Regions from separate parts of the Arachis hypogaea genome. Here region 1 is linked to region 2. A link is a contact called in public Hi-C data. All regions are on one chromosome and are shown on one strand. The core of a region is the stretch at or near the end of the contact, and the rest is flanking DNA. Distances in the headings are between cores, read along the strand shown. Region 1 has its middle 13 kb from the start of LOC112755342. Region 2 holds the start of LOC112755341.

Region 1 (3,966 bases), core at 751-3,250, 34 kb before region 2:
AGCATTAATGACCCCGAAATCCAACGGATAAGGGTGCCTGGGAATGCGGGGCATGTTTCACGTCAATCATATCAACTGGCGCGAAAGACAAAGCAACAATTAAACACACAAAACGTTTCAAAATCCACACAGAACCAAGCCGAGCTTGGGGGCTGTAAGGAATATACACGACAAACAACTCAGCGGCCGAGGCTTATGACATCATTTTTTCGAAAGCTCGCCTTAGTTCTGTCCAAACCAAAGCAAGCTTGGGGGCTATGATACGTTACCACAAACCTCGGCCGCCCGAAAAGCTCGGCATGTGAGCAGATAAGATCGGCCTCACACCAGCTGCCCGAAAAGTTCGGCCCGAAAGCAGATAACAACGGCCTCACCCGTTTGAAAATTAGAAATGTGCTCAGCAAGCCTAATCACCAAAACAGAATATCATAACTAACCTACAAACTAGGACTTATCCCCAGTGAAGCGGATAAAACAACTCCTATAAAGCCGAGCTAATATCCTCGGCTAAGGTTCAGGTTTTCATTCTCAGTCTTCATACTTACTTAATTACTCTCACTCGAGATTATCACTAACTTGAGCGTCGGAGTATCTTTTGCAGGTATTTCCGCCGCGGTGTTCGATCCAGGCCGACGTATAGCTCTTCCTCTCCGACAGCCACTTGCTCTGAGTCGCTAAGCTCGGCCACCCTAGTGCCAGGACGAATAAAAAAGTATATTAAATTATTTATAAATACATATATTTTGTTTACCGTCTCTCGTTTACAGTGTAAACGAAATAACATCTATTTCGTTTATACGGTAAATGAGATATACGGAAATTGAAAAATTACATATATCTCGTTTACAGTGTAAACGAGATAAGAGAAGTATATTTATTTCGGTAAATATTTTTTAAATTATTTATTTCGATAATTATTATATTTGATTTATTTATTAAAATAAAAAATTCCAATCATTTGTGTGCATAATTAATTTGCATATCTACATAAGCGTGCTATTGATGGTCTAATTTTTGTACTTTAAATTTGTGTACTCCAAATTTTTTACACAAATAGTAAAAGAAGCACGAGTGGTCTAGTGGTAGAATAGTCACAAAAAAAAATAGTAATATCTTTCGCAACCATTTGTGTTACATAATTAATTTGTGTATTCTAAATTTGTTATACAAATAGAACGGTTTGATTTGTGTATTCTAAATTTTTTAAACACAAATTGGAGGATCCAATTTTTATACTTTTTGTAGTTTTAAAAAATATAAAAAAAATTATAATATTAAAATATATCATTCATTCTACTTCCATCTTTAAATTTTTTAATCCATAAAACAGAAGTGTTGCAAAAGCCTGAGACAAAAAAAATCGCTTTTTAAATCCATAGTACTACTATTAGAATTTTTTTTTGTCTTTTCAATACGATTTGTGAGTGAAATATTGAATCATCAATGCTCATAAAGTAACTGTGATACAAAAAAATTTTCTCATGTGATACACGAATGAGGCTAATTTTTTTTATATGGTTAAATATATGTGTAATACATTGTTATTGGAAAATTAAGTGTTTTTTTTCATATGATGTTTTATTCAAATCGGACAGTCCGATTTATTTGATGAAAAAAATAAATTACAATTCGGAAGGTCCGATTTGTTTAAAGAAAAAATTAAACTCTAAATCGGATGATACGATTTGTATTTTTTATTTTTTTTATTTGTTAAAATAAAAATCGGACAGTCCGATTTTAACATTAAATTTTTTTTTTATTTTCGAAATCACAAATCGGACGGTCCGATTTGTGATTGTTTGTTTAAAAAACAAAACAATGCAAACAAATCGGTACCTCCAATTTGTGTCATTCCATAGCCAAATAAAACACTTCTCTGTTCACACCATATTGATATACACCTTTCTCTCTCCCGCACCAAAAATCAAAAGGGCACGAATGACTTTGATGAATACTTTTGACTTTATTATTTGTCTGACTAATACTTTTGAAATGCAAATACATCAGCATCTGGTTGCGTCGTATACGACACACGTTTGTGACCAAAATTTTCTTGGGTGCAATGATCTACTGTGGCATCATTTTTTGAATCTTGATTTCCAAAATTTTGAGCGCTACCTTTTGTAACCGGCAAATGTATATCATTATCATCGCGATGTCCCATTTTGGTTTCTATTTGTTCTTTGTGCTTTTCCCATAGAATAGAGTATAAGCCTATTACAATCAAGATGAACCAATCACACTACATTCATAAAATAAATGTGCTTAATTTTTAAATTTTTAAATATATTTTTTTTAAATTATTAGATATTTAATTTTTAATATTATTGTGCTAATTTAAAGAATTATTTATAAATTATTTGCTTAAAAAGTTACTTTTAAATTTTTAAATTATAGTTATATTTTACTTTAATTATAATAATATTACTCTTTTATTTAAAGAAAAACTAATAAATTAATATTTTCAAAAAAATTAAGTTCACTTAATAACTAGTAGCAATAAATAAGTTCACGTAATTATTGTAGTTACTTTATATTCTTTTTTATATTCAAGTCAAACTTAAATTTATTTTTTAAATTTAAATTATACTTAAATTAAATGTTGATAAGTTAATGAAATTTAAATATAATATATTTTTTGTAACCATACTAAATTATAATTCTAATATCTATTTTCTCTAAAAGAATAATTAATTAATTAATATTTTAAAGTTTTAAAATTTAAAATAAAATTTGATATCAACACATCATTGTGAAATAATTAAGTAACTATCACATTTCAAAATATTTTTAATTATTAACATGGAGCTAATTTTTTAATTTTATTTGATATAATAAAATTAAATTTTAAATTCTACCTATATTTTTGTAAAATTTAAATAGATTTACCTATGTTTTTACAAAAATCTTCAAGTGTTCAAGTTGTAGCTATCTCCTTCAAAAGATTTTTTTTTTGTTTTCATAAAGTTGAAGTCTAATTTTATTTAAAAAATATTATTGAGTTAAAATAAAATATGAAAATGATGTCTTTTATTTAACGTAGTATTTTGTACAGAATTTATTACTTGAATTCTCCAATGAGATTGCGGACAATGGTGGATCTTAAGTGTTGAAAAATGCTATTACACCAACCAAGCAACTATTCTTGGAGTCCGAAGATTCGGGAGCGGAAGGAGATACCTCAACTTGCAAGATGATAAAGATTGAGAATAAAAATTGAGAATTTGAATGGCATATTTTAGAATCCCCTTTTTAAGCCTATCTAATAGAATAATGTCAAATATATATTTGTTTTGGTGAAAATATTATTTGTTCTTAAATTGTTTTTTTTTTTTTTGAATTTTTATGTTTGAAATTTAAAATTTTTTTAAATATAAATTAATGTTATTTGGTTATTACTTGTGATTTTTTTTTTCAATTCATACCGTTGATATTTTGTTAATTTCTAATTTAGTATTTGATATCATAAAGTTTTATATTTCTAATATGAAATATTGTTGATATAATTAAGTTAGTTATTAATTTTTAATGTATAATTATTTAAAAAAAATCTAATTCTAATTTATAATTGCTAATTAAAACACTTTGTTTAAACTTTTTAATTTAAAATATTTTTTTTAATTCTTAAGTAAGCAAATGTCTTTAAAAATATCTTTTTTATCTACATCATTTATAAGCAAATTTGCTAACTACAAAATATTAGATTAAATTGAATGAAATTACTTATTTTCTTAAAATGTGAGTTTATTTATACTATTTTAAAAAAAATTAATATATATTTTTTCCATACTTAATCTTTTTTTTATCGTTCCTAAAAAATTGAACTAATTTAGTAGTTCGAAAAAAATGGAGAATTTTTTGCTATGTGACACTAATACATTAAGTTTGGAAATTATTTGCTTAGGTGTCGTTATTAGAAATTTTTAAAATTTTATTTATAAATTATAAGTTATTTGCTTAGGTTGT
Region 2 (3,918 bases), core at 464-2,963:
CAGTTATAAAATTAAAATTTTAAGGACTATATTAGGTAAAAGCATGAATCTCAGAGATTATTATAAGAATTTACTCAGTGATAATATAAGTTGTTAATTATCATTAAATTTTAATTATCATATGACAATGTAAGTGATTAATTATCATTAAATTTGTAATTTCTATCATATGTAAGTCTTATTATTTTAATTTAAGGATGATTAAATTCTTATTTTTTTACTTGTATCAACTTCTTCACGTTAAGAGTTTGATCTTCTTCTACATAACATTAACAATTGTAATTATAATTATTGTAGTAGTAATTGTTGTGATTTTTTTTTTTACCAAAGATAAGAGACTCGAACTCACAACCTCTTAATTGAATATGGAAAAACTATGTTATTTGAGCTATAACTCATTGGCAGTAATTATTGTGATTTGATATTAAAATAATAAAATAAAATAAAATATTCGTTATAAAAGTTGTATATGAAATTAAAATTTAACTTAAATATTAAAAATTAAAACAATGTATGCATAACTTTTTTTTTTGTTATTTACTCTTTGATATATTATTTTTTTTAAAACCCGATTCCAAATTTTTCTCTAACAAATCATACCACTTTGGGTCAAAATTTAAATTTATGGTGAAGTGGATTTGAATTCTTATCTTATGGGAACATTAAACATTAATGATTTTAAATACTTGATGTATAGAAATTTTGTTGCACATACGAGAGATAAATGGATCGAAATCTGCCAGATTGACCTACTTAACTCATAAAAAAAATGGAAGACATACTAAAACTTTAAGATTATCATAATAAAAAATTAGTTTAATTATTTTATTAGTCTCTATAATTTTATCAAATTTTTAATTAAATTTTTATATTTTTTTTAATTAAATTTTTATATTATTTTTAATTTTATAATTAAATCATTTTCATATAAAAAACATTAAAATTAATAAAATATATTTTGCAGTCAAATCTAATTAGATTTTTAATTATAAATATCTTTTATTTGTGAAAAAATATTTATTTAATTTTAACATTTTTTATACTAGAAATTATCTAATTATAAAATTAAAAACAGTATGAAAATTAAATTAAAAAAATATAAAAATATAATTAAAAATTTGATAAAATTATAAATACCAACAGAATAATTAAACTTAAAAAATTTTGCCTAACTCCTACCGTTTGAGCTACAGGCTTGGTTGGGATGAGCTTGTCCGATGGGCACGCCATTTTGTTTTTTAGGCCTAAAACAAACTAAAAAAAAAAAAAAAATCCAAACTCATAATTCACTCTAACTTAAACTTAATTTAGTAGAAATTTTACTTTTTAAAAATTAGAACATCTAGAGATAAATTTTTAAATGGAAATCAAAAAAGTTATAGCACTATGTTTAGTAAATTAAATTAAACTAAATTAAATTAAAAATTACTTTCCATAAACACAAATACAACAAATGCATTTAATAAAATAATTTTTAAATTTTAAAAATATTATATTAAATATTAATATAAAAATTAAATTTAAATATTAATTAATATATAAAATTATATTAAATTTTTTAATTTTGATAACAAGTTATCTTTAAAAATCTTAACCTTAGGTTTTTTAAAAACCACTCTTATCTTTTAAAAATTATAAATACAAACGCACAAGTTTTTTAACCAAATCAAGCCTTACGATAAAACCTACACGGTGGCGCTAAAAGCCCGGAGGGCCTAACACTTTGTTTTTTGGAAAAAAAATAAAAAATAAAAAACAAAAAACAAAAAACATACCCAGACCCATAACCCGACCCGATTTGCAAGAAACCCTACTCGGTGGCGCTAAATGCCCTAACAGGCTAACACACACAATAGCAGCCTCCACACCTGCGAGCACTCTCGCTCTCTTCTCCGACGCTGTCGCACCTCTCCCTCCATTCCTCTGTGGCTGCGTTCCTAGCTTCTAATCCGCCGCTCTCGCGTTCCCCCATTCCTCTGCTTCGTGCCTTCGCCGCCGTCCCTCACTCGTCTAAAGGTCTCATTCGTGTTCCGTTTCTGTTAGTGATTGTATTTTTGTTTCTGCTATTATTTTGTTCTTAGTTTTTGCATTTCTGTCGACAGTGATTGATTTTTTTAGTACAAGCAAGTTGGCCATGTACCTATTCTTGACTATTTTCAATTTAAGTCATTAGTTTGTTCCCAATTATCTTTTTAATATTTTATTGTTTGGTTTCTATATAGACGTTCTGCAATATTTTATGTTCATATGTTAGTGGTGTAATCTTAATTCCATTATGTTCCTCATTTCTTTTGAGACCTATATAAGTCATTATCACCTTTTCATTTGTGTTCTGTTTCTGTTAGTGTTTGAATTTTGTTCTGGCTGTTAGTCTTTTCTTAGGTCTGGTATTTCTCTCGAAACTGTTTGATTTTTTTACTATAAGCAAATTTCCAATGCACCTCTTATTGACTAACATCAATTGAAGCCTTTAGTTTCTGCTCGATTATGGTTTTTTTTTTTATATCTTGGTTTGTTCTTTTTGTGTTTGGACTTACTGCAATATAAATTGGTAGTTATGATGTTCTTTTGATTTTTTTGGTTCTGCACTCATTTTAGTCACCCATTTTTTTTGAAGACTTATACCAGTAATTATTTCCCTGTCAATAGTGTTATGTTTATGTTAGTGATTGATTTTTTTCCAATTATCTACAATACTTTCTACCATCTAAAAGTCTACAACACTACTTGCAGTTGTTTTCTTTACCCCATTTTGAAATATTAGCCTTTAATGATTAATTAGATTTTCAAATCAATGAGCTTTACTGGCTTAGGGTTTAAAAACTAAGTCAGATTTTTGTTAAAAAATGATGCAGTTTTTTTTTTGCTTTGAGCTTTGCTGGTTTAGGGTTTAACTAAGTCAGATTTCTTTATTGAAATCTTTGTGAAATTATATGATTTTTTCAATATTTAATGGATTTAGTAAATTTCTTTCTTAAAAAAAAAGAAACCGGAGGGCTAAGACTGCCAGCCAACTGTTAGGTAGGGCAGGGTAGAGGTATATGACCGCCCCAATAGGCGGTGGGAGACGGCCTGCTTGCTTGCTTGCATACCAACAGCCAATTAAACTTAAAAAGAAATTTTCAGGGCTCTTTTGCAATTTTAAGGAAATAGGTGATGGGTACACTCCATAAATGTTTTTGACAGGTCCATCGATGCCCTTTCTCTGAGAGGAAACTATATAAACAAAATTAAGAATCCAAAACCTAACCCCTTCCATTTATCAGTGGCTTCTCATCCCTCTCCTTAGCTTGTCCACCCTTCGCCCTTCATTTTTGTTGTGCTGTTGTTGATTTCTGGTAATTTATGTTCTGCTTTTTTTCTCTCCCCCTTTTTTGGTGTGTACTCCAGCTATGGTTTTTGGCTCTGTTCGGTTCTTTGGAAAGAGTCTTTATATTTTTATCTTTTGGAGGGGAAAAAAAACTGTTCAACAAGTAGCAAACTTGTTACTATTTAAAATTTGCCGGTATTTTTTTCTATTAAGTGTCTGAAAGTGTCAACTTTTCTCGCTCTTAGGATTCGGTAAGAGAGATGGGGGCCAAGGCAAAGAAAGCTATGAAGAAGAGTTTGAAGAAGGCTACTTCTACCAAGCCATCATCTTCTTCCATCAACAAATCAGAGGCTCCTGATTATTTGGTATGAATGAATGTGAATGAATGTTGACATCGCTTCTAATTTTGTTCTTTTTTGGTTATTTTGTTTTATTTTATTTTTGCTTTAGCCCTTGGAAGGTGGTCCTGCTCGCAAGCTCCCTGAACAGAAGCCTTTGGAGAGTGCCGCAACAGTGTTGTATATTGGCCGCATTCCACATGGGTTTTATGAGGAGGAGATGCAAGGTGCAACTCTTGTTTCATCATTTCCTTTTCCATATTATATAAT

What was found. A called contact is a pair of places that touch in the nucleus more often than the background predicts.
Region 1: a Hi-C map of leaf shows a contact between it and region 2, with 1.6 times the contacts expected there. The contact joins the enhancer-like site here to the promoter of LOC112755341 in region 2. A contact is called at or near these places in 3 of 8 Hi-C or Micro-C datasets (leaf and an unstated tissue).

What each region holds. Positions count from the first base shown.
Region 1 is chr16:140,305,020-140,308,985 of arahy.Tifrunner.gnm2.J5K5, reverse strand. No RefSeq gene overlaps it. Among protein-coding and RNA genes, the nearest start is that of LOC112755342, 13 kb to the left of the region's middle. Within about 2 kb of position 2,000, at least 2 of the 3 cell types and tissues checked have open chromatin away from gene starts, as enhancers often do.
Region 2 is chr16:140,271,210-140,275,127 of arahy.Tifrunner.gnm2.J5K5, reverse strand. It overlaps LOC112755341, which reads left to right and starts at 1,713. Exons shown (of 9, transcript XM_025803367.3): 1 at 1,713-2,016; 2 at 3,556-3,675; 3 at 3,761-3,875. The coding sequence starts at 3,571.